3 separate regions of the Zea mays genome follow, and regions 1 and 3 are each linked to region 2. The links are chromatin contacts, called in public Hi-C maps. All regions are on one chromosome and are shown on one strand. Each heading gives the region's core, a stretch centred on a gene start, on an enhancer-like site or on the middle of the called end of the contact. The rest is flanking DNA. Distances are from core to core; before and after follow the strand shown. Region 1 has its middle 5.7 kb from the start of LOC103646480. Region 2 holds the start of LOC542371 (extensin). Region 3 holds the start of LOC100281427.

Region 1 (3,615 bases), core at 679-3,178, 150 kb before region 2:
TAAATGCCAGAAAATACAAGCACAAGAAGCACATTCGAGTTTGTTAATGCCCTCTTAACTAAGAACTGAAAACAAAGTTTGAAACCGACATCTTATCTGATCGCAAAACATAAAATTGCAGCTGGCAGATATGCCATTCTCCTCTGTTAACTAAAGTTTTTGGGTGTTCCATTTGTTGCCGAATGGTTTAGGGACAAAGGGCATTCTATCAAATCCCAAGTAACAGCTGGTACAGGTAACATAGAACTAATCATTGTTTATCTTGGAGTTCTTTCTGAAAATCTTGGAAGCATGTAATGCAGCTTTTGGCATCATCTATTAACGAATTAACAGTAAAGTTTCTATAGTTGTCCAAAATACATAGCACTGCATCCCTCTCAAGCCGCATGACCTGCTCTTGTACAAGAACATACATGTCCTTGCACATACCTTACAACCTTGGGTATTTAAATTCTAAAGGAATTTCCCCTAGAAAAGAAGGTCCCGTACTCATTCTAAGTTTGACATGAATTTATCTGCGCTAGGGACGCGGATTAACAAATCTGGAAGGAGAACGCATGGCATACCTTGGTTGAGGCACCCGCGACCGAAGCAATATTAGTATTCCTCCCTCTACGGCAGAGGGCCAAGCTCCTTTTCCTTTGGATCCTCCAGGGACGGGGGTTTGGGAAGTTAGGGGAAAGAGGATGTTGGCATGCGGGGATATGATCAATGTAAGGCGTAGTGAGTAGGATTAGGGAGTTTGTCCCGCCTCAATGGACGCCGCAACGGATTTGAGGTGGCTGCAGTGGCGCACGACGGGATTTGCGGGATTGCGCGCGTGCTGGCGTTAGGGCGGGTGTTAGGGTGGTTCGCCAAGGGCCGCGGCTTGGTTTGAGGCATGTGGCAATGGTCGGCGCGGGCGGTTCGCGGCGTGCGAGCGGCTTTCGCGGCGGTCTCGGCGGGCTTGCGGCGCGGCGTGGGGATGGTGGTAGGGCGGCATCGCAGATTTCGCGGCGGACTGAGGCGGGACTGCGGCTTGGGATCGAGGCGTGCGGAGGTGGGCGGAGGTAGGCGACTGAGGCGGCGAGTTTTCCGGCGCGCGCAGTCGTGCGGATGTGGGCGGTGGTGAGCGGATTTGGGGGCGACGTTTCCGGCGCGCGCAGGCATGCGGAGGTGGGTGGAGGTGGGCGCGGGGTTGTAGGGGGCGGGGGCGGTTTACAGAGGGATCTTAATTATTAGTAGAGATATGGTGAATTATTATGCTAAATATATGTAATTTATTATTTTTAAAATAAAAAATGTAATTGTGTCGTGCCCGTGCCAGTACTACGGGTCGAGATGGTGGTCCAGACACGGCACTATAGTATACTAGTTGGACCAGGTCATGTCTGGGCCGTGCTTTTTGTGTCGTGTCTGGATTGGCCCGTCGTGTTAGTGCCAAATGACCATCTATACCTATAGCTAGGGGTACACGCTCAACAAAGATGTGGTTGTTCGTGTGAGACTCGGAGGAACAAGAAACATAAGAGATATAACTCGCAAGCCCCAACCCCAATCACACACACAAGGGAATAGTATATCATATCTCATTCCTAGCTTAACCAACAAACATGCAGCCGCAAGTGGCAAAGAAACCCGTTGGTTAAGCTTAACTATAGTAGGAGGATTACTAAAGTCTGGATGCATGTCACTACGTACTCAAGTCAAAGGCTGTCCTCCAAACAACGCGGCCGAGCATGCATGTGCTGCTCCACTCCACCGGGCCAAGCATCGCCACGAAGATCTCCGCACCTTTTTCGCGAGGATCCCAGCGCATTAACTCCGAAAAGTTGTCCGGCCGGCGACGCTACTTTTTTACGCCGCCGACCGACGCGCCGTGGTTGGTTGGTCAGTCCAGTCCAGTCCAATCCAGTCGACGACGACGCGCGCGTGCCCAGTAGACAAAGGGAAGCCCGCCCGTCCGCCTTGCGGTTCGCCGCACGAACAGGAGCTGTTGCTCAGCCGAGGCTGGTCGCGCTGAACGTGCTCGACATACAAACCACGACGACGAATCTCTGCCACTCTGCCAGTGCTAAAATGTACCACCATGCCCAGCGCCAGCTGCCTGGTGATTGCACGACGCACTGCGCTTTGCCGACTGGGGAATCCTCCGCCACGCCACGCATGATTGGATGCGGCGGCCGCGGGGCGAGAGCGGAGTGCTGCACAAGTTGGGAGTTGGAACTGCAGTCTGCAGGTCAAGTGGCTCGTGTTCTTTACGTGCAAAGTCCACGCCCGCGAGGCCTTAGAGCACATGGGGTGGGATCGGGACGGGCGACCAGAGTACCAGGCTCTCGCGGGCGGGCTTGACAAATGACCACTTTTCGGGCTCTGGGGCTGCGCGCACACGATCATGCACCGGGGCATCGAAGGATCCAGATCCAAATCCAAAGGATTCGTTTAGGCCTGGGCCAGCCAACTTCGAGCGATCGAGACGGGGACCCGTATCAAGCTTGGCTGTTTGTTGTTAACGATGGGATGAGGGCACGATACGTGGGATTCGGAGCTTTTTAATCAGACCGGAATCGGCTCTGCGCCTCTGCGCCGGGATATGATTGGAGTGTGATGCGATAGGATAGGATTCCGAATACATTCGTACAAATCCCATCCCACTAGTCAGTCGTTACCATATGGATATGCATTGATGGATATGCTTCTCCCATCTCTCTGCTACCTTCTACTACGTACAATGAGTGTATGGCTTTTGTCCTGACTATACCATACGGGTATTGTCCTGATTCTATACTACTCTATAAGATAGTAGTGTAGACGTCCACCCGGTGTGGTGCACGGTTCTGCCTTCGTTCCACGCCCCTGCGTCCGGAAATCTCGCCGCGCCCCTACGCAATCACCTCCTCCTCCTCTCCCCTCACTACGCCGCCACCTCCTCCTCTCCCCCTCACTGCGTCGCCCTCCTCTCCCCCTCACTGCGCCGTCCCCTGGATCCTCGCCCCAGCCTCTCCAACCGCCTCCGTGCTGTCCCCTGGATCTCGCGTCGCGCGTCTGCACCACGCCCGTCACACACGCCGCGATTGGCGATTGGTGGAAAGCGATCCACGGCTTCAACTCCGACATCTCCGGCGAGCTCGAGCGCCTCGCTGCCACGACGGGGGCGGCGCTCAGATCCGACGTGCCGGACGCGGCCGCCGTGGATCTGAACGACCTCGAGTCCATGGATCTGTCGGCGGACGCTGCTCCGCTGGAGCACATGGAGTCGTTCGTGCTAGCATGCGTGCGGGTGCTGGCGAAGCATCGCTCCGACATCCGCGAGCAGATCGGCGTGTCGGGCGCCATCCCGGCGCTCGTGCCGCTGCTTCGGAGCACCGACCCATGGCGCAGGAGAGCACAGTCACCGCGCTGCTCAACCTCTCGCTCGAGGAGCAGAACCGGTCCGCCATCACGGGCCCTTGGCAGGCGCCCCCTCCTCCGCGCGGATCCCCACCCTCGAACCCGAGCCCTGGGCAGGCGCCGTCTCCCCCGCAGCAATCTCAGCCCCTCGGTAGACGCCCCCTCCTCCGCGACAATCTCCCCCGCGCCCTCGGCAAGCACTCCGCGGCAAGCGTCCTCTCCCCCGCGGCAATCTCGGCGCGTCCA
Region 2 (3,879 bases), core at 1,257-3,756:
TCCAACAAAAATGCAGTGGAGGCTTGATAAGGTAATATTCTCCTTTGCTGCACTAATACCAAGGGCTTGATAAGAATGCTCGCTAATACGACGATTCCCACCGACAGGACGACGCAGTTCACCCGCGGATATTTTGGTTCTGGAAGTACTTACTGATGGCCGGTGTGTGTCCGCCAAACAAATTCCAGCTAGCGCTGGCTGCCAGCCGGCCGGGCGTTTTCCCGGGCGGTGTTTGCGCGTGCCCAGTGTGGCCACGCCAATAAAGACGAGCTGGACATCAGGAGGACTGGAGGAAGAGGAGGAGCATCTCGATCTCGATTTCCGCGGAAATGGTGATCGGTCTCGCCTGTTTTCCTGCGGTTTGGCTTGGACGTTCGGTTCAGCGGGCGGGCGGACGGATGGACCGGAGGAGGGAAGAAAGAAGACAAGCGTCCCAGCCTTTTTCAGTTTTCAGCGACGACCCAAAAATGCCTTTGCTCAGATGAACGCACATGCCCCTCGTCGTCAGCCACTTGTGGCCTTGTGGGGGGCAACGTCCTCCCCCATTTCCTTTCTGCGCAACCGCGTATACTTGTGTTCGTTCGTCCCTGGCCTTAAGCCCTTTTTACATCAGCTCCTTGCAGAATGAGTGGGTGGGTGTCAGTGCTGCAGTACCCCCAAAATTTCTGCAGCTTTTCTCATGTTGCAGAACACGGTGAAATGCTCTGGGTAAAGGTAAAAAATCAAGAGCCGAAATGCACACAAGCGTAGCAATGCATCTAATTAGCTGGGCCCTCGTTCTTAAGCGCTCTGGTGATCTACTACTATTCCTAAAGGCAAGTGTCTTGTTCAGATCCAACCAGATCTCTCGATTCATTAATTCACTGCTTGTATCTCAGGTCGAACACATTGTTCCACTTTCCCCTTATGCATGCCATCATAATGAAAAAAAAGAAAAAAACATTTGAAAAAAAGGCAACTTTGGAACAATTCCACCGTTAAAAAAATAAATCTGAATCTCAAAGTTAACAGGATAATGTTGGACTGTGAAGCGATTGATTTATTATATTGCATAGCCCTAATCCTAATGGGTCGGTAGCCCAACAGTGGTGCCCGCCCCTCCACATACAGTCTAACATCCTTCAGCAGTCGCAACGGGGGCACCACACACGATGAGACTGTAGTAGAAGCCGAAGGTAGAAGCCGACGAGTTGATACCCCTGCAATCGTAGCGTGATGAGGGTGTGAATGTTGCCGATGTGTGGACTTCGAGGAAATGATAGCCCCTGGATGCCGAGATAGCCGAAGTCGAGGTGGTCGTGGTCGGGAGACACGCAGCAGTAGCCTATTCTTTGGTAGGGGTCGATGTTCAAGCGTCAACGATCGGCTGGGCGACATAAAAATTAGCACCAGGGTGACCTTCTTGCTTCTTCGATCGTCTGGACGTCGAGGAGCCCCGCGGCAGCGCACGCGTCTGCACCGTTATGGTGGCCGCGCTCGCGATGGAATAGAAGGGGTAATGATGGATCCGGCCAGGAAGGCCACGACATCGACGGATCCAACCGGCAAGACGGCGATCCGGTTAAATAGACGACGGATCTAGCTGGGAAGGTAGACTCTATATTAAATGAGGTTGTACATGCCCTAATAACTTTATAAATCTAATTTATTCAGAGGCAAGGTAGTAGTATTATCTTTCCCAACGGATAGTTATCTGATCTGCCGTTCAGCTTGATCGATAACTTTATAAATCTAATTTATTCAGAGGCCGGCGGCAGCGCACACGTCTGCACCAGTAATGTTAGCCGCGCCTGTGGCGTAATAGAAGGGGTAACGATGGATCCGACCAGAAAGGCCTCGACATTGACGGATCCAGACGGCGATCCGGTCAAAGAGACGACGAATCTAGCCGAGAAGGTAGATCTCTCGAGAGAGTTCATATTAAATGATGTTGTACATGCCATAATAACTCTATAAATCTAATTTATTCATAGGCGAAGGTAGTAGTATTATCTTTCCCAGCGGATCGTTATCTGATCTGCCGTTCAGCTTGATCGATCCACGTCGTTTGATCTCGGCGAGCAGCACATGGCGGCTCTTCTTGTGTACAGGTCTCACTCTCTGCTACTTCAGTGCAAGGCGGAGTGAATGCACACAATAACGTGAGTATTGTGGGAACTACTTGTAGATGCAAACGATGTAAATCCACCTGCTCCACCAAGTGCCCGCCCGGCTCTATCCATTCCATTCGTCAACATGCAGGTTCAGACTGGCCCGTGCTGGACCAGTGAGCGGTGCCGGTGAACCCCAATGCAAGCGAAGCGAGTGACCATCGGGGAAGCCTCCCGTGCTGCCCCCACATGGCTTGCCTGAATGCCTCTCTCTCGCCGCAGTGCCCTCTCTCTCTCCTCCTCCTCTCCGTCGAAGGGCGTCACGAGAGCCCAGAGGGCATCCGAGGCCCCCACCCCACCCCTTCCTCCGTGTATATAAGCAGTGGCAGGGTGAGCGTCTCTCCTCAGACCACCACTGCGCCATTGGCCAGCTAGAGCCAACCAGAAGAGCTTGCAGTTACTGAGAGTGTGTGAGAGAGAGAGGATGATGGGTGGCAGCGGCAGGGCTGCTCTGCTGCTGGCCCTGGTGGCCGTGAGCCTGGCCGTGGAGATCCAGGCCGACGCCGGGTACGGGTACACCCCGACGCCGACGCCGGCCACCCCGACCCCGAAGCCGGAGAAGCCCCCCACCAAGGGGCCCAAGCCGGAGAAGCCGCCAAAGGAGCACAAGCCGCCCAAGGAGCACGGGCCCAAGCCGGAGAAGCCGCCCAAGGAGCACAAGCCGACGCCGCCCACGTACACCCCGAGCCCCAAACCCACGCCGCCGACGTACACTCCCACCCCGACGCCCCCCAAGCCGACGCCACCCACATACACTCCCGCCCCTACGCCCCACAAACCCACTCCCACTCCTCCGACGTACACCCCTTCCCCCAAACCTCCGACACCTAAGCCGACCCCGCCGACGTACACTCCAAGCCCCAAGCCACCGGCTAGCAAGCCTCCCACGCCCAAGCCGACCCCGCCGACGTACACCCCTTCTCCCAAGCCTCCGACACCTAAGCCGACCCCGCCTACGTACACTCCAAGCCCCAAGCCACCGGCTACCAAGCCTCCGACGCCCAAGCCGACCCCACCGACGTACACCCCTTCCCCCAAACCTCCGACACCTAAGCCGACCCCGCCTACGTACACTCCAAGCCCCAAGCCACCGGCTACCAAGCCTCCCACGCCCAAGCCGACCCCGCCGACGTACACCCCTTCTCCCAAGCCTCCGACACCCAAGCCGACCCCGCCGACGTACACCCCTTCCCCCAAGCCTCCGACGCCCAAGCCGACCCCGCCGACGTACACTCCAAGCCCCAAGCCTCCCACACACCCGACGCCCAAGCCGACCCCACCGACGTACACCCCTTCCCCAAAGCCTCCGACACCTAAGCCGACCCCGCCGACGTACACGCCTTCCCCCAAGCCTCCGACACCCAAGCCGACCCCACCGACGTACACTCCAAGCCCCAAGCCACCGGCTACCAAGCCTCCCACGCCCAAGCCGACCCCACCGACGTACACTCCCACACCGAAGCCGCCGGCCACCAAGCCGCCCACCTACACTCCGACGCCGCCGGTGTCTCACACCCCCAGCCCGCCGCCACCTTACTACTAGAAACCGATGCCTACCATACCACACTGCTGTCAGTCTCTGGAGCATTTAGGTACGTACTAATACTACGTACAACGGTACAAGAATGGAGCATGCAATATGCATGCACACTACATACATTTAGTATGCTTGTGTCAAATGTATCGTCAGTATCATACTGATCTCCTGGCATAGTCTGGCACTAACCAT
Region 3 (3,671 bases), core at 1,009-3,508, 190 kb before region 2:
AAGAAAACATCATCACTGTCTGGTTCAGAACTTGGCATCTTCAGTGGATTTGATTCAGCACCAAACACTGTACTGACAAGGAGGGGCTCTAGCAGTCAGTGAAGGCAGTGGGTGGGGGGGTATCAGACTGTTATCTGCAATCGACAATGCAAATATGAGGCTTTGGTAAAGGAGGAAAAAGGACGGTGACGCGAGAAGAAGACGGAGCAGCACCCCCAGAAAATGACTCCCAGTAAAAGTACGAGCAAGCGAATATTTTTTAAGAGAAAATTTCCAAAGCTCGGTGTTCTTATTCGCACGCACCAAAAGTAAATTCTGCTTACATTAAAGATACATACGAGTAGGACTATTAAGCAAAGCAGGATGATGTAGCTAGGTCAATTACTCAAAAAAAAGGTATACACAAAGCAAAGTATGAAGGTCTGCATAAAATGGTACTGCAAAACAAGAGATACCCAAAAAAGTTTAGTTCGGAAGCAGTTCGCCGAAAGCAGTTCACTGTTTACAGTACCACGAATGACGAGAGGAAAGTTCGCCGAGATGGGCCAAAAGCGCGGCAGCATATAGCAAGATACTCAGACCGAACTGAAAATCCTCACTCGCGGAGCAATGCAAACCACTGCCATTTCAAGCAAATCAAAGCAATTGCTAGTAAATACAGCAGTGCTCACCAGGCCCACAACTGTGAACTGACACAGGTTGTCAAGAACAAAGCAAACGAAAAGAAAGCACAAGGCTAACCACCACTAAACTAATATGGCGGCCGAGGTTAACCTTAATCCCCGACCCGGCCTCTGTCGTGCACTCCTGACGATGCTCACCACCAAGGCAACAACTCGACACCCGTACACCTGAAGCCGCCGCACATAGGGAATCCCACCGGACGGACGGAGCAACAACAACCCACACGGATCCCGAGAAACTGGAGGAGCAGCAGCGAAAAACAGCGCGGAAAGGCTAGCGACAATGAAGACGCTCGGAAGTAAAAAAAAAAGGATTCTCTCGACTAGGGTAGTGTCCCGTAATAAAAAAAAAACAGCCTCTGCCGCGCCCCGCGCACTGTGCCGTAGCGTACCGTGGATGGGAAAGCGGGGAGGGGGGGGAGCAGGGGGGCCTGCCGGCGGCTCTACGCGTCTGCGGCTCTACGCGGCCCGGCCGGCAGGCGTAGGGGCGTAGTAAACTTAAACTCCGCTCGCTCGCTCTTCCCGCGTAGTAGTACTACATGGCCACTAAAGTTGCGGCCTTTCAGTCCAGAGGAACTGCTCCGGTGGAGAGAGAAACAAAATTACGGCAGAACCTAATTCCTACATATATGCAGAAATGCAGAGTCGAAGTCTCAAAAAAACAACAACAACAACAACACAAGTTTAGATACCCTTCCGTGAACCGAAATAATTGACTACTGGTAGCGTTGGATTGTTTGACAGAATATGAACAGAAGGCGAAGCGCTTGGTTCGGTTGCATGTGCTCTGCGGGTCACCGCGCCAATACAATTCGGCCTCCGGTCCTCCCAGTCCCAACCGGAGGAGGATGTGTTAATAATAAATGTGGCTACGGCTTCCGTTCGAAAGGGCGACGCCGCTCTAGGTCCATTCCCGACCCGACCCGACCCGACCCGACAGAAATTCGAAAGCGAAAACGGAGGCGCGCGGAGTCAGGGGTCAGGGCGACTTTTTCCCCTAAAATCCAGCGCTGGTATCCGGGGCTTATTTTTGCATGGTATTGGGTAGTACTCACCACTCTGTATTTGATGTGAATCAAATGTGGGCGACGCGCCGCGACGGTGCTCTTTCGGAGCAGCTCGAACCGTTCCAATCACTCACGCGCGCAACCAAACCGATCGAGATGGTAGGTAAAAAAACAAAAACAAAAAAAAACAAAAAAACCAGACGGGCGGAGCGGAGAAGCCAAAGCGGATCGCGGCGCCTAAAACGGAAGAGAGAGCACCGAGAATTCAGAGGCACGGCACTCACCCGCCGCGAGAGCACTCGACGGAGGGCTCTCCCGAAGCCGCCGGCGCCGCCGCCGACCTCCTCCCGCCGGCACGCGCCATCCCGGTTGCGGCCTGGATCGGAGGCCTTCGGCGGGAGGGTGTTTGGAGGGGACAGGACAGCGGGAATCGGAGGCGGGCGAGCTTGGGGGATGGGAAGGATCGGGCGCTCCTGTTGTAGTATTGGACGCGTCCTCTGCTCCGGACCCCGGCCGCCTCGTTTGCTCCGGTCTCCGTCCGTCCGTCCGTCGTCTCTGGTGGTCTTGGTTTCCAAGGCGGGCGTTTTGTCTCCGTCTCTCAATTGGCAGGCGCTCTTATTATGCTGGGCGGGCGTGGGCTGACCCCCGACGCGGTCTTCCAATTGGCCGCGTGGCGTCGCTTTCTCGGGGCCGGACTCGGGCCAGGGTGGGCCGGCTCGCCGGCCCCTGGATTCCTGTGCTACGACTCTTCTCCCTATCAGAGCATGTCCTTTCGTCATCAGATAAAAAAAAAATTGACGAAAGGCGACGAGGTCGTACCAGCAGCGACATGTCGTTCGCTAGGGCAGGGCACTGGTTCAGATAAAAAAGGAGCCAGAAAAGTTACTGGAACCTTACGTTACTACATACTTGTTGGCATCTCACCATACAAAAAAAAAACAGCGCAAGGCATCCGAAGCACTGATCCATCCTGCAGACGAAATAAAGCGTGATCCCCGTGTGCAAGTAGTCCAGACTGCATCGCATCACAGGTGCATGTGGTGGTGGAAGAAGGGAACTAGTGGCCTGGATTAAATCAAGTCACGAATCGCCCACCGTCGTCGTCTCCCAGCTCTGCCGAGTCCTGATGACCGAACCCACTTTTTAGGCTGTCAAAGGACATGAATGAATACATACTTTTGCATCCGAGCACGGGGCAAGCAAGGTCACGCTTTTGCCGATTGTTCTTCCTACCAGGCTACCACGGGCACACTAACTAGCTAGCAGCACTTTACACGGGAAACGGAATGGTGTGCACTAGTAGCATTCTTTTTTTTTCTCTTCCAGGTGCTGTTTATGTTAACATATAGAGATTAAGCCCAACAATGAACCGAGATACTGCTGTATGTATGATCCAGCAGTTTACGAGCATACTCTGATTGATTGATTAGCAAGCCAAAAGTTCCCTGGCTTTGGTGGTGCTGGCCTTCTAGTTTGCTGCTTCGGTATTTGTAACATGTTGCCAAATGGGCTGAACATAATTCAGCAAACCAAAAACAAGTGCCAAGTGGGGAACAATTGCGCTGCGCACCTGAGTTGAACAATTGGTGCTGTGACAGGAGAAGCGAGCAGCAGGTGCCAGGCTGCCAGCCGGCCGGCCGGCCGGGCAGCCGGCGCCCGGCGGTCGCTGGTCCGGATTCAGGAGGCAGGGTCTGCTGCCCCGGCCGTCGCAGCCACGGACACGGTCGGGGACTCGGGGTAAAGGTTAAGGCCTGCGCTGCAGATGACCCTAGCTACTGACGCCTACTGTACCAATTTATAGTAGTACACGTTTAACTAAGGCTTGGAACACCAAACCAACGAACAGAATAGACAGATCGTCAGTATCGGGATTCGGGAGTGCTCTTGTTACTGTAACCAACTGAAGGAATAGCATTGCTTAAGCCCTATGTATGCAGTATGCGTATGAGAAGCAAAGTCAAAGCCTCGCTTCGTAGTTCTT

What was found. Hi-C and Micro-C count contacts between places; a contact is called where the count stands out from the background.
Region 1: a contact with region 2 is called in a Hi-C map of tassel, with 3 times the contacts expected there. The contact joins the enhancer-like site here to the promoter of LOC542371 in region 2. A contact is called at or near these places in 2 of 25 Hi-C or Micro-C datasets (ear and tassel).
Region 3: a Hi-C map of endosperm shows a contact between it and region 2, with 4 times the contacts expected there. The contact joins the promoter of LOC100281427 here to the promoter of LOC542371 in region 2. A contact is called at or near these places in 11 of 25 Hi-C or Micro-C datasets (bundle sheath, ear, endosperm and 4 more).

Annotation. Positions count from the first base shown.
Region 1 is chr2:56,861,809-56,865,423 of Zm-B73-REFERENCE-NAM-5.0, reverse strand. No RefSeq gene overlaps it. Among protein-coding and RNA genes, the nearest start is that of LOC103646480, 5.7 kb to the right of the region's middle. Within about 2 kb of position 1,928, at least 14 of the 20 cell types and tissues checked have an H3K27ac peak or open chromatin away from gene starts, as enhancers often do. A contact at or near this core is called in ear and tassel, where this site is marked.
Region 2 is chr2:56,708,712-56,712,590 of Zm-B73-REFERENCE-NAM-5.0, reverse strand. LOC542371 (extensin) reads left to right here and starts at 2,506. Exons shown (of 2, transcript NM_001111947.2): 1 at 2,506-3,742. The coding sequence starts at 2,575. The coding sequence ends at 3,693.
Region 3 is chr2:56,903,065-56,906,735 of Zm-B73-REFERENCE-NAM-5.0, reverse strand. LOC100281427 reads right to left here and starts at 2,258. Exons shown (of 8, transcript NM_001368010.1): 1 at 1,975-2,258; 2 at 1-134. The coding sequence starts at 38.